Regions from separate parts of the Sus scrofa genome. Here region 1 is linked to region 2. Evidence: chromatin contacts called from public promoter capture Hi-C data. All regions are on one chromosome and are shown on one strand. Each heading gives the region's core, a stretch centred on a gene start, on an enhancer-like site or on the middle of the called end of the contact. The rest is flanking DNA. Distances are from core to core; before and after follow the strand shown. Region 1 has its middle 60 kb from the start of SMYD2. Region 2 holds the start of CENPF (centromere protein F).

The links. Promoter capture Hi-C pulls out the DNA fragments that hold promoters and counts their contacts.
Region 1: a contact with region 2 is called in a promoter capture Hi-C map of liver, with 4 times the contacts expected there. The contact joins the enhancer-like site here to the promoter of CENPF in region 2. A contact is called at or near these places in 1 of 5 promoter capture datasets (liver), 17 of 47 Hi-C or Micro-C datasets (adipocytes, embryonic fibroblasts, epiblast stem cells and 11 more) and 1 of 2 datasets of contacts at active chromatin or transcription factors (skeletal muscle).

The regions. Positions count from the first base shown.
Region 1 is chr9:129,372,393-129,380,009 of Sscrofa11.1, forward strand. No RefSeq gene overlaps it. Among named protein-coding and RNA genes, the nearest start is that of SMYD2, 60 kb to the left of the region's middle. Within about 2 kb of position 2,014, at least 7 of the 83 cell types and tissues checked have an H3K27ac peak or open chromatin away from gene starts, as enhancers often do. A contact at or near this core is called in liver and skeletal muscle, where this site is marked.
Region 2 is chr9:129,007,291-129,014,450 of Sscrofa11.1, forward strand. It overlaps CENPF (centromere protein F), which reads right to left and starts at 4,951. Exons shown (of 22, transcript XM_003130395.6): 1 at 4,795-4,951; 2 at 1,342-1,544; 3 at 311-507. The coding sequence starts at 1,503.

The DNA.
Region 1 (7,617 bases), core at 764-3,263, 360 kb after region 2:
GTCCTTCCTTCCCCCACAACAAGCCACATTCACCCCTGTTTTCCCAGGAGGTCCTCCAAGAACTGCCCTCAGGTTTGACCCAGATTCCTATGGAGACTTTGCTTTGCCCTGGGACCCAGTGCACGTGAAGGTCTGTGTGCGCCTTTTAAGAATGGGGTCTCCGTTTCCCCCAGTCCCGTGGAGCTCCTGCGCACAAGCCCCACTGGCCTTCAATGCCAGATGCTCTGGGTGCTCTTTCTCCCAGTGCCAGACCCCCTCACGTGGGAGTTTGATGTGGGGCTCAGAACTCTTCGCTCCTGTAGGTGAGTCTCTGTGAACCAGTTACTTTCCAGTCTGTGGGGCTTCCCACCCGGGGGTTGCTTATATCACGAAATCCCCTCGCCCCTCCTACCTCTTGGTGTGGCCTCCTCTTTGTCTTCTGGAGTAGGATATCTTTTTGAAGGTTTCTGGTCCGTTTGGTTGAAGATTGCTCAGCCTTTAGTTGTGAATTGTGTTTATTTTAGGAGAGAAGTTGCGCTCCGGTCCTATTCAGCCATCTTAATCCCATCTCTAGGAGGTGTTTAAAGATACGGAGCTGGGTGACTGCACCCGAGTGTGGGTAGCGGAGGAAACGGAGTCTCTGAGCCAAGGCCGTGCAAACATGTTTCTAAGTGTTGTCAACTTGCTCTTGAAAGAGGTTTGCCAATTTACACTTATCAATACCTCGGGAGACGGCTGCTCTCAAAAGCAAGCTATTTAAGTGTGACCTTTATTTAACTGTAAATGAAACGGAGCCAATTTCCAATGTTTTATTGGCTGTTTTCTCTTTTTTAAAAAGATCCTGTGAACTGCATGCCTTTGGCCATATTACTGACTTGAGACGTGTTACTGAAATATACATTTTATTAATTTATGAAGTTATAGCATATCTGTATTTAAGAATATTCATCCTTTGTCATATGTTTTGCAGCTTTTTACTTTTTCTTTTGATGTTTAAAACACTCTTTGGGAGTTCCTGTCGTGGCGCAGTGGTTAACGAATCCGACTAGGAACCATGAGGTTGCGGGTTCGGTCCCTGCCCTTGCTCAGTGGGTTAACGATCGGCGTCGCCGTGACCTGTGGTGTAGGTTGCAGACGCGGCTCGGATCCCGCGTTGTGTGGCTCTGGCGTAGGCCGGTGGCTACAGCTCCGATTCAACCCCTAGCCTTGGAACATCCATATGCTGCAGGAGCGGCCCAAGAAATAACAACAACAACAACAAAAAAACAAAAAAACTCTTTGCATTTCAGTAGCGTAAAATTTTTACATAATCAAGTTTAATAATATACTTTAGAGTTTCTGAGTTTTGCTTTTTTTTTAATATTTAGAGAGGTCTTTTATCATCTAAGATGACAATCGAATTCCCTCAGGTTTCTTTTAATGCTTTTAAAGTTTCCAGGATATCTTTGGTTTCTCCTAATTGCTGGCCGAGCTGCTCAGGAAATGAATCCACAGAACTAGCTTTCCTAGCCCATTTTGCAACAGCTGGCTGCTGGGGAATCAGGCAATAAATAGTGGCTGGCAAGCTTTGGATGGAACCCAGAGCCCGGCACCCACAGGTGCTTAATACACCTTGTTGAAGACTCGCCCTGCGAGCTTTTGTCTTAACGCCACAGCAGCGCAGCTCTTCAGATGCTGCCAAGTACTTTCCAGACGTTATCGCTTGCACAGTCCCAAGATTTCCTGCAGTAGAACGAGGTTGAGACCAAGGCCGGGGGTGGCTTGGTCAGCACTGACCGGAGCTGGACGACAGCTTTATAGAGGAAACTGTTGGGGCGGTCCCTCCTCATGGTACTGGGACTCGGTGACTGGAGACTTTCAGTTGGTTACAGTTTCTCTTGGGGAGCCAGCTCGCTTCGAGGAAGAATTTGTTACTTTAAACGAACCATATTGTAGGCAAAATTCATTTTGTGGCACAAACTGGGAACTACCTGGGTGTCCCGCTGTGGTTTCCAGGTCCTTTTCTGGTCACGTTCTGCCATCTACCGGCCACAAGTCAAATTACTCCGGAGTTCCTTGAGATGATGCCTCTTAAGGAAGGTCCTATACCTGTACCTTCGCTTATCTGAGATGCAGTTTCCCCAACAGGTTGTGCTGTAATTCACGAGGACCCAAGATGTATTTCTCCGCAAATCACTGTTACCTGAGCAATCTTTTTTTCTCCCTTTGTCTGAGAGGTAATATTTGAATTCTGACCATCTGGGTTTAAATCTTAGTTCAGCGATTTGTTGTCTATGTGACCATAGGCAAGAAACTCAACTTCTGGAAGCCTCAGCTTCCTCATTTGTCACGTGGGCATACTGCTAGATCCTGTTTTGGCTCAGACAACAGGAGTTCTCAAATGTAAAACACAGAGTTTCTGGGACTCCGAAACTCTAGATAAATGGCTGTCATTTGCTTGAAATCTGCACAGGTTTAGGCAGGCATTGGAACACAGTGAATTTCATAAATTAGTGGATTTTTAAAGTTAAAAAACATTTTTATTTTTGTCTCGCCGGTGGCATGTGGACGTCCTTAGGGCAAGGACTGAACCTGAGCTACAGAAGCGATCAGAGCAAGAGCAGTGACAATGCTGGATCCTTAGCCTGCTAAACCAGCAGGGAGCTCCATAGAAATTAGTTATTATTACTAACCTATGCCCAATGTTTGTATTGGAATTGTGTTTCCAGACTATTTCCATTTTAACTCTTGAGACTCAGCTCAAAAGCTGCAGCTTCATACCTCCTTCTGGAATAATCCATCTTCCCTCTGAGCTCCCATAGCACAGTATCTAGATCTCTCTTGGACTGATGGCTTTCATTTTGGAAAGACCTGCCTGTATCCCTGAGGGAAAGAGCCAGTCTGATTCATCTTACAATACAATGTAATTTAGCAACTACTCAATAACTATTTGTTGAGAGGATGAGTGAATAATCTACTTTGATTCCCCTCAGCAACAGCAGATAGGAATTGCACCCATTCTACAGATGAGGAACTGACTTTGGAGGCAGAGGCTGTTTAAACTCCCCTTACCAGCTTTGCAGCCTTCATTCACCTCTCTGCATGTGTCTCCTCATCTAAAAAATGGGAATGATAATATATTCCTTTCAGAATTATTATGAGGATGTAAAGCCTGGAGCTTAGTACAGTACCTGTTATTATCATGAAACATACATTGTCCTGTTCTCAGGGGAAGTGTGGTCTAGTCCGGAGCTCTGAGGTCAAAATAACAGTCATCACGATAATGATTCTGGAACAAGCAATGCCTTTGCACGTCAGACAGGAGAGTAAAGTAGAGAGAGAATCATCCCACCCAAATTCCATTACATCTGTTCAGTTTTCTTCAATGTACATTTATTAAGTGTCTACCGTGCCCCAGGCTGCATTATCAGGGTAGTTCAATTCACAGGTTCTGGAGTCAGAGAGATCTGGGCTTCTGTCCCATCTGTGCCACTTACTGAAGTGTGACTTGGGGCAGTTACTTAACAAACACTCAGAGTTTGTCCCTGAATGTCCTCGGTTATAGAATGAGGTTAATAGCACCTGCCTCACAGGTTGCTGTGAGGAATGAATGAAGGTGGTAGCAAGTCGCTGGCACATTGTAAGGGCTGAAGCAAGTACAGTTGCTGTCACCACCTCCATCACCAGCAGCCATGGTATAGCGTCAGGGATTAAAAAAAAAGAAAAAAAAATATGACACATTTCCTGCCTCCAAGCACCTCCCAGTTCCGTCCGTCCTGGGCCCATTTCTGATCTTGGAAGCCTTTTGTATGTGATCCAGACAGAGTACTGCCTCTTTGCCTAGAGTGAGAGTAACATTTTTCTTGGGAACTTTACTCTCCCCTAATGACACCCACTTTGAGAACGTGTTTCCCTAGAGGCCCATGAACTTGGGACAGAAGTCTGAGGGTTTTACAGGACTGAAACTTACCTGATTGGGTCTTTAAAATAACACAAATGGACAGACTCAGAGATTAGGAGTCCCAACTTGCTGTATCCTTTAATATATATTTCACGTGTGGTTGTGGTTTATATAGTCGAGGGTATTCTAAAGGTCCATAAAATAAAATATGACAGAGCTGCTATTATATGGCATAGGAATCACCCAACGGAAGTAGCATTGTTAGCATGAAAGTGATACAAAAGTCATGAAGTGGGCTTCAGTAAAAGGAGTTCTTAGTATCTGAACTCAGGATAATGACTTTCACTCCTGGTTTATGAGAAAGAAAAGAAAAGAAAAAAGAACCCAAATAACCAACTATGAGATCTCATCAAGCTTCTTTAAGCTAAGAACTTTTGTGTGTGTGGTTTTTTTTTTTTTTTTTTTTTTGCCTTTTCTAGGGCTGCTCTTGCGGCACATGGAGGTTCCCAGGCTAGGGCTCGAATTGGAGCTGTAGCCACCAGCCTACACCAGAGCCACAGCAACGCAGGATCAGAGCCACATCTGCAACCTACACCACAGCTCACGGCAACACCAGATCCTTAACCCACTGAGCAAAGTCAGGGATCAAACCCGCAACCTCATGGTTCCTAGTTGGATTCGTTAACCACTGAGCCACGACGGGAACTCGTAAGCTAAGAATTTTGAATGGTGAAGGGTAACTGCTCAGAGGCAAGGGCTAGACCATCGGGCTTTCAAGTTTCTTTTGCTGTGTGTTTAGCTCCTTTGGTGGAAGGATGAGCAGGGCACGGAGCAGTTAAATGGGGGCCCGCATCAATTACAGGCCAGGCAGAGTTCTCCTAAGACTTTTTCCAAAGCTGTCCCCTACTATCAGCATCCACCAAGGAGAAGGACATCTGCGTATTTTTAGATAGAAAAGCGCTGTCTCCTTGTCATTTTGTAGGAGACGCTTTTCTCTCTGCTTCCCTTCATTGGGTCTGGTGGTATCTCCGAAGAGAAAGCAGCTACCTGGTAAATAAAGATAAGCTGTGCTTATTAGCAGAGATTTGCAAGGGAAGAGGCTGTTTAAAAATGGATAAGGAGGCAATTGTGCTTCTCTGGCTCCAAAGCAGGGACTCGCTTTCCTCCGTCGGGACCCCACAGCCAGCGAGGAGCTGAACAAGTGTGCTGGCCACCTTGGGGTGACCTGGAGTCCGGGGCACCTGGCTGGGCTCAGCCGTGGGAGCCCTCAGGCCTGCAGAGTTGTCCGAGGGTAGGTCTCTCCCACAGAGAGCAGGCGGATACTTGCCAGGAGCGTGAGATGCCTTGGTTGTCAGATGGCCCTTTGGAAGAAAGGGGACAGTCGTGCGGTGCAGTCTCGGTGCCAGGCTCACTTCTGACGGAGCCACCTGTGTGGGGCTCCCCAGCCTCTCCCTCCACACAGCGGGCAAGGACTGGGCTGCTGCAGGGCCCCTGTACCAGGTCCCTCGGAAGGATCCAGGTAAATGATCATTTACGGAACGGAAGGATGGTGGTACCTTCCTTGATGTTAGATGATGTTTAACATCTGGTTCAAAACTGAGTTCAATAAGCTCACCAGATGTTTCCACATGCACAGAAGTTTGCCACTGGGAAGACAAAGCTATCCCTGGACCAAATGTCTCATTTCCCGTCTCATCATTCTGGAGACCCTGGTCTGTTCCTCTATCGTGTTTGTATTTTATTATTTTATTTTATTTATTTTATTGCATTTGCTTTTGGATGTGAAGAACTTATCTGGGCCAAACTATACAGGCACCCAAGTTTTCGCTCTGACATTTATCTCCCAGCTTCTCCTGCCAGCTCCATCACAGGCACAGGAGGAAATGAAAGAGCCCTGTGCCTGGGGAACTAAGTCTGCTCTTTGTCCCCACATGAGCTCAGCTTATCCCGATTGTGCTGACTCTGTGGGATTCCCAGAAAAGAAAAGCCGGGGACAAAGCACCGGGAAAATGACCTGGTCCACTTGTGCCTGGCCTCCTTCTCATAGCCCTGCTGCTGCCTGTAAGTAGCCCCCGGGGCAGAGCAAGGCAAGCTCGGAGAGGAGATATGCTGAGAACGTGGACGCCTTTGCAGCCCCCACGTTTTCTTCTCAGGCTGATTTTTGAGGCAGAGCGGATGTGTGCATCACACCTCAAACAGAGTCAGAACGCAGAGCACAAAGCCTGAGTCCTAGGAGTTGGAGATGAATGGTCAACCCTCCGACCCGCGTGACATTCTTGCTTATGGCATTTTAAACATCCTCTGGATTTCTGGTTCTATCTGAGGAAGAGCTGTGAACTGAATGTTATTAAACTATCCATTTTCAGCTGTGATTTTAATTGCTTGGAAGTGTTGCAGTTCAGTTTTAAAATTTCCAGACTCTGTCTCTCTTCCTGGCACTTTCTCTTCAGGCTTCCTTTGCAGGAACAGTCAGAACTTAAATACTTGTAGAATAAACTTGCAACTCAAGAAACCCCTCAGGAGTTCCTGTCGTGGCACAGTGGTTAAGGAATCCGATCAGGAACCATGAGGTTGCGGGTTCGATCCCTGGCCTTGCTCAGTGGATTAGGGATCTGGCATTGCTGTGCGCTGTGGTGTGGGTCGCAGATGCGGCTCGATCCTGAGTTGCTGTGTCTCTGGCGTGGGCTGGTGGCTACAGCTCCGATTAGACCCCTAGCCTGGGAACCTCCATATGCTGCAAGAGTGACCCTAGAAAAGGCAAAAAGACAAAAAAAGAAAAGGAAAAAAAAAACCAAAAAAACCCTCAGTTAGAGGTGGATTTATCATGAATGAATTTAGCTTAAGCTCCGGGGCTTCTCACTTTTATGGACGGCTTTCAAGAGTCCAGAGAGGGGACCTACTAGTGTATTCACCTGGTCTCCTATTTCTGTGAAATTTGTGCAAATAGGATCTTTTAAAAATAGAGTTTTTCTTAAGACCATCTCAATGACAGAAGTTTAGATTCCTGAGCAAACTCTCATAGAAGGGTAATTCCTTATAAATGCCCATTTTCATCTTGGAAGGTATTCCAAGGTTAACTTGGAATAAAGAGAGAAATTTGGGGGCAATTGCTATTGTCCTCTCAATATGCAAAACATCATTTATTATAGTTTGATTTGTCTTGAGGGAAGGAGCTGCAGGTGAAAGAATGGTTTCCAGAGGGTTTCACAGTGCTGAGAAGAAAATAAGAGGTCATGTCCTGACAATAAGGGGTACCCCTTGATAGTTGGTAGGACATTAGCTATTGGCAAAAGGACCCCATGGCACATCTTCTGGACCCTTTTTTTGAGGACTGGAGAAATGAGAGGGATGTTTGATGGCTTAAGGGGTCTCAGATTTCCTTTCTCCTTTCATCGTCTAATTTTTTTTTTTTTTTTTTTTTTTTGTGGCAAAGCTTGGGCCTGGATGTTTTCTCTGATTGGCTTTGGTGAATCAAGTGGTTTTTAGAGCCACAGGAGGAAAAGAGTGTCCTTAGGGCAGTTTATGGGTTCAGGAGAGGGTTCCGTGAAAGCCTTGAGGCTGTGTTGCCTGAACCCACCTCTGGTCTTCATAAGCACATCACAACGGGGGAAGCTTGAAGCAGCGCTAAAGGCAGGACATGGGAACTTCAAGTGCCCCAGGATTTAGTTCATATGGTCCCAATCTTTTACAAAAAATTTAAAGAAATTAAATTTTTTTTATCGAAGTGCAGTTGATGTAGTGTTGCATTAGTTTCAGGT
Region 2 (7,160 bases), core at 3,701-6,200:
ACAGGCTCGATCCCCAGTAACACCTGTGGCTTGGATCTGATTCCTAGCCCAGAAACTCCATATGCCATGGGGCAGCCAAAAAAAAGAATAAGAAAAAAGAAAAGATGGAAGGCAGGTCTCTCAGATTTATACTGTACTCAGTCATGCAATGATAGGACTGAAGTATATAAGAATTTTCCTCAAAATATTGTTTATTCTACTAGAAAAAAAATTGAATATGGAATAATTACATCATGAAAGCAAAAGATAGATGCATCTGATGTATATATACAAAGACATCCACAATAAATACCATTCCCCCAAAACTTACCTTTTAAGTTCCTGTTCCAGTTTTTCTATTTGTTTTTTGCTGGAGTTCAGTTGTCCTTCTTGGAAATTCACCTGTGACTCCTTGACTTGAAGTTCATGAGAAATCTTCTGCTTAGTCTTCTCCAGATTTTCACAGATTTCCATCAAGCTTTGGTTCTCCCTTTTCAGATTTGCACCCTCAGTTTTTTCATTCTCGACCTAATGGGGGTTGTTCCAAAGGAAATAGGTCTCTTTTTCATGAGCTCACCAAATATTATTTGAAATCTGAGTTTAACACTAATGACTAATTTTGTGATATGGTTGTAATAATCCAGGTGTCAGTGCTGATGAACACAGAAATTTTAGTTGATCTCACTTTGAAGTCCATTAGTAGAAAAGTTCTATAAAGTTCTACAAAGTCACTGTCTTTGTTAGGGCTACACATCCCCATCCTGGAAAGAGAAGCTTTAATATGCTTTAAAGAATTAAAAAATTGAAAGTAAACCATATAAACCTTCCCTTAACTATTCATTTTCAAGTTTAGCTGCTAAAGCCAGTTAATAGAAGAAACCGAAAATTTTTCCCACTTAGCAAAAACATTTTTGAAGCAGTGATTGTATTACTACCCTGATGGCTGACGCAGAAGTACAAAGGAAGCACTATTTAAGTTTCTATTTACTAGTCCTAAGAGATCTGGGAATAACAAGGTGGAAAGTTCAGTCTCAGAACGCGATATCTATTTGGACTGTAAAGTGCTCTAACACTGACCCCAGATTCAGAGCCAGAGACTTTTGGTCATGTTGGTGCAGGATACAAAAGCAACACCCAATTCATGGCCCCAGCAGCCCTACATATTCGTAGGTAAGCAGAAATGAAAACAGAGGATGGAGAAAATGAGGTAACTACAGAAAAAACACAAGGACTCAATAAAGGCGGGGGGATTACCCCCTAAAGATAACGTAATCATTTTTCTCCAGATTTAAAAGACCAAGATAAAATTGACTCATCCACATGATGAATGAATTGTTTTAAATACCCGCATTTCAGTGATACCTTCTGTTTTTGCTTCTGCAACGCAGCCTCCAGGGTTTCAAGCTGAAACTGCCTTTGCTGCCTTTCTTTCTTCAGTTTGTCCAGCTGTCCTTCAAGCTCCTGGATTTTCTGAAGAGCTCTGGTAGGCAGGCCTTCCTTCCATTCTTCCAAAGCCCAGCTCATTTTGCTCTCCTCTCTTTATTATTCAAACATTTACAAATAAACTGAAAAGAATAACGAGACTATTGGTCTAACAACAGTAAAAGGAAACTTAAAATCTCAGAGACTAAGGAATCTATATAACCACCTCTAAGAATCAAGTTTCAAAACTTCATGTTTCACACTATGGAGGTTCCTCAGAAAACTAAAAATAGAACTAGCGTATGATCCAGAAATCCCACTCCTGGGTATGTATCTGGACAAAACAGTAATTCAAAAAGATACATGCACCCCTATGTTCCTAGCAGTACTATTCACAATAGCCAAGACATGGAAGCAAACTAAATGTCCATTGATAGATGAATGGATTAACATGTGGTACATATCTATAATGGAATACTACACAGCCATAAAAAAGAACGAAATCATGCCATTTGCAGAAACATGGATGGAACTAGAGATTCTCATATCTGTGAAGTAAGTCAGAAAGAGGAAAACAAACACCATATGCTATCACTTAAATCTGGAATCTAAAATATGGCAAAAATGAACCTATCTATAAAACAGAAACAGACTCACAGACATAGAGAACAGACTTGTGGTTGCCAAGGGGGATGGGGGAGGGAGTAGGATGGACTGGGAATTTGGAGTTAGCAGATATAAACTATTAACATTTAGAATAGATAAGCAATGAGGTCCTGCTGTATAGTACAGGGAAATATATCCAGTCTCCTGGGACAGACCATGATGGAATATTAAAAAAAGAATGTGTATGTGTGTATGACTGAGTCACTTTACTGAACAGCAGAAATTGACACAACATTGTAAATCAACCATACTTTAATTAAAAAAATTCACATTTCAAAAGATAACCAAGTATAACATCCATCTTCTCCACCCTCTGCAAAGGTGACTACCAATAACTGTGAAGTAGTACACAGCACACTAGTTTGGCTTTCCCTTGCTTTCTGTTTTTATTTCTCATTTTTTACTTCTTCTATCACTCAGTTTGTTTTCATTATACAAAACATGAATATTTAGTTATAGTTTCAGGGAAATAGATCTTACAAGACAAATAAAATGCATGATAAGTTATTTTGCAAATGCTCTTCTTTCCTCTCTTCATGGTGTTAATTCCTACTCACACTCTGTCGCTCTTCCTCCAGGAAGCCTTCCCTGAGGACATCCATCATAATCTGGTCGTATCTCCCCATCATAGTCTCTTATAGCACAGGGGCCCCCTTCTCTTCCCAGATGGTTATCATTTGTTGAGTCAATGCATGAATGAACAAAATGCCATTTTAGCACTAGATCACTGCAAAATGCAGCAAAATCATTCTCCAGACAGACCTTGCCCAGGAATCAGGTATACAGCCTTAGCGATTCAAATTCCTGCTCAGCAACCTGCAAGATGTGGGACCTTAGGCATGTATTTAACTGCTTAGGGCCTTGGTTTCCTCATTTGTAAAATGGGAATAATAGTAGTGGCAACTCTTTAAAGCTTTAGAACAGTATCTCCTGAGAAGCCTTCTGTACATGTTAGTGACTATATTAGTCCTTGAAGACATTTTTCCATTTGTATATTTCTGCCTATGGTACCAAGATGTAAATGACCTACCTCTTTCTCAGACATATCTTAGAAAATTTAAATCAGCTGGGAGACAAGTATGGCAATTATTCTTTATTCAGTAACCTTTATAACGTCAATGAAAGAAAAAGCATTCATTTTCCAGTTATTTTGGCAACAGAGTCCGTTTTTTGCTAAATGAAACGATCCACAACTGTTTTCGTGTTTTGTTTCAATTGAATTTATCAATGAAATTTTTTATCAGAACAGCTAGTAAGTAGTTGATGAAAGAATATTAAAAAACTATTTTCAGAAACCGAAAGAAGAGCGAGGGTCTCAGAAAACAAAATTTAGATTCAAGCCTTGGAAAGCGGTTTTCTCTGGCATTCACCGCCCCCCACCCTCAGTTCTTTGCACACAGCATCTTAAACTCTGCAGCCATTTACCCAAAAACTACTGAAAGGAACCTCGTGCCTCTCCACCAGCAAAAGACAATTTACACTGCCCCATAGGCTACTCCTTCCACTCCAAACTAACTTGCTCATTCAGGAGCTCAGGGGTGAGAGCACCATACCTCAGAGGCACAGGACTGTAACTCCAAAGCAATTCTGCCAGCCACTGAAATCGTTACATCGAGACGCCATAATGAACAAAATATTAAAAAGAGCAATTTTAAAAGATAGAGGTGGAAGTAAGCAGAGGGAAGACTGACAATTTAAATGCTTTTCTGATTCAAGGTCCAAGAGACAGGAACAAATAAATGGTTAAAGTGCTCACCAGACCCAAGCTCATTTCGATTCGAGGGGACTTGGACAGGTACCAACCATCAACAATCTATGTGGAGCCACCGACACAAAAAGGACAAAAAAATGTAAACCTCCAAGTAAGAAGGTAGGGGGCGGGGTCGATGGAGAATCCTGGATGTCAAGGTTCTTGCAAAAAGTATCGGCAGGACCAGCCTCCTTCTAGAAAATGTTCTCTCTTTTTGTCTCAACTACGTGGAAGACATTCTCCATGGCCGAGTCACTCAAGCCCGAAAAGCGCCCAAGGTTGCGCTTTTGTGACCGTGTGACGCACCCACGCCCAGTACGGCAGGCCCGTTTCACGCTTTCCCTTTATCAGAATCCCCCATCTCCACCAAGAAACCAGAATCCCCGCCTACAGGGCCCACTGCGGGCCCGGGAATGAAAACTCTCCCCATCCTCTAGCAAGGTTCGAGGACAGGACACTTATTCCTCGGTCTTCATCCCATAGCGGAGCCAGGTACACAGACGCATCCGAAGAAATGTGAAAGGCAAAAAGAGAAATGTTCTCGCAACAACAATAGGCACATCGGGCCGCCGCCCAGATCAAGACCCGTGTGCACCTTCTCCGTGCAACAAAGGACAGTCCAAATTACAAGTAGGAGCCACTTGTTTCCGGATCCGAAAGGCTGCCAGTAAAATACCTGCTGATCTCCCAGTCTTCCGCGTTACAGAGGAGGAAACTGATTCCCCAAAGGGCGAGGCCGTGACCGAGCAGGGTCTCTGGACCCTAGTGCTAGCCGACTTTTACCGGGAGCAGAGGGAGCAGAGGGAGCAGAGGGGCCGATGCTCCAGCGGGGTCAGGTGGGAGGAGACGGCGGCCCTCCGCACCTTCAGTGCGCAGAGCGGGATCTCACAGGCACCCCGGTCCCAGGAACCCCCGGCGCAAAGCCAGCGGCTCCATCATGCCCGCCGCCAGAGCCGGGACCCAAGCCGGACGCTCACCTTGCTGGCGAGGAAGGGAAGACAACCCTTCAGAGAGTCAGATCCAGGTACAGCCTCCGCGGGTTTGGAGCCCACAATCCAATTCAAACTGCCCGCGACCGCCACCGGTTTTCGATTCGCCCTCTTCCGGCCGCGACCAAACTCGCCTCCAAGCCTATTGGGCACTGTCAGCAGCTGCGAGCCAATCCGCTTCCGCACACTCGGACTGCCGCCTTTGATTGGCCCTTTCGGATAGATTTAAAAATCAAGCCACACCAGGAGAAAGGCCAGTACCGAGCTACTAGGTTTTTTGTTGTTGTGGGAAGTCAGGGACCACGTGCTTGAGCTGAGGCTGGTAGACCAAAAGAAGCTCTATTTCCGCAGCAGCCAGGGACTGGGCAGACTGATTAGGAGGGTGTGGTCTATCGGCTGCAGCCAGCGGGAGTGTGCTCTCTGGCGAAAACCCTTAATACTGCGCACACGTATCTACTACTAAACACATAATTGAGGAGGGCATAGATACTAGGTACTATGTTGCCATGCATTCTTCATCCAGTGTCATTCTTAAGAATTCTTTAAGGAAAGTATTCTCATTTCTATTTAAAAGTTAGCAGGCTCATAAAAAAAGCATTTAAAATTGAATCTAGGACATGCAGGATTTCACTCTTAACTGCTGTTCTCTGTTGATCGTATTCTAGAAAATGTGATTCTGTGCGTTTGTGAGCTGGAATTCCAGGGCAGAACATGTAGCCAGAGAAATTGTCAAGAAAGTGTATAATCGCTCCTTTTTTATGAAGCTCACTGGTATTGTGTTATTTATGTACTCGTTTTATTTCCCTAAACTAAAAATAAGCATCTAAGGCCTGGAGCAAAACAATGAATTGTTAAATTAATATAACTGTGATGCTGTTGTCCTCCTCAATAGATTCCAATCTTTCATTAGACTGTCCCTGCAGCCTCTTGCCTTTCACTGAAATTCTGCTAGTCTTTCATTACCCAATTCAAACCCCACTTTCTTCTTAAAACTTGGCTATTCCCACCTAGTCCTTAGAAATAATAATTTATAGGTCTTTACTAGAACTTAGTTTATGCTTCACTTTTAGGATTTTTACCATATCTTTTAGCTAAACATACAGATATTGATGTCTATGTTTGCGTCTGGCTCCCTCCTTCAGACTCAAAAATTCCTGTAAGTTTTTTTTTTTTTTTTTTTTTTTTTTTTGTCTTTTTGCCATTTCTTGGGCCTCTCCCCGGCATATGGAGGTTCCCAGGCTAGAGGTCTAATCGGAGCAGTAGCCGCCAGCCTACGCCAGAGCCACAGCAACACAGGATCCGAGCCGCGTCTGCAACCTAAGCCACAGCTCATGGCAATGCCAGATCCTTAACCCACTGAGCAAGGGCAGGGATCGAACCCGCAACCTCATGGTTCCTAGTCGGATTCGTTAACTACTGCGCCACGACGGGAACTCCAAGATTTTTTTTTTTTAATTCATCTTTGCATCCCTAATTAGTCCCTGGTAACTCTGCACATAGTAACTTAAACATAAACCATCTCGGGGAGTAAAACTGCCAGCTGGGGAAGGGACTTGTTCTCTACTACCCTTGGAAGCCCCAAGGAGAGAGGAGAGCACAGGTAGGGGAGAACTTTTATCAGACACTGCCTTATCAGCTAGTCTCTGACTTCAACACCAATTACCATTCCATTGCTTCCCAGGGTAACTTTTCAACTATTAGCTGCCTAAAGACAATAGAACCTGAAAGACATATAATAGAGGATTTTCAAGGTCTGAATGAAAAATTTGCCTTCACTCTTCTTTCATTCATTACTTAGCAGGTATCTGTTAATGACCACTGTATAGCCAAGCCTTGTGCTACACTCTTCTATAATAAATAAGAAAGAAATGCATTCACTTCTCAAACAAGGGCATTATGTGGTGCAGATTATTGTAGCAATTTCAGTGATATTTCTATGACTTCAATGTTATGGTTCCCTTCCCCTACCTCTATTTTTCCCGTTTGTTTATTTTAGGGGGAGAACTGGGTGAAAGCTAACCAATCAAATGTAGATGTTTTTAGAGGGTCTGTTTTCAGCTCCTAGCCTTTCTTTTTAAAATCTGTTTCCTCACTGAGCCAGTCTACTCTCTGGACTATTCATCCACCATCTGGACTTTCTATCTATGCATCAGCGCTCTTGAGTCTTTCTAAGTTTTCCTCTCCAGCTTAGATGCAGGGCCAGTCACACTTTTTAAAGGTTATACTCCATTGAGGGTTATTATAAAGTATTGGCTGTGTTTCCTGTGCTGTATAAGATATCCTTGTAGCTTATTTATTTTATGCATAGTGGCTTTTACCTCTTTTTTTTCCTCTCACTGTCTCTTTTTTTTTTT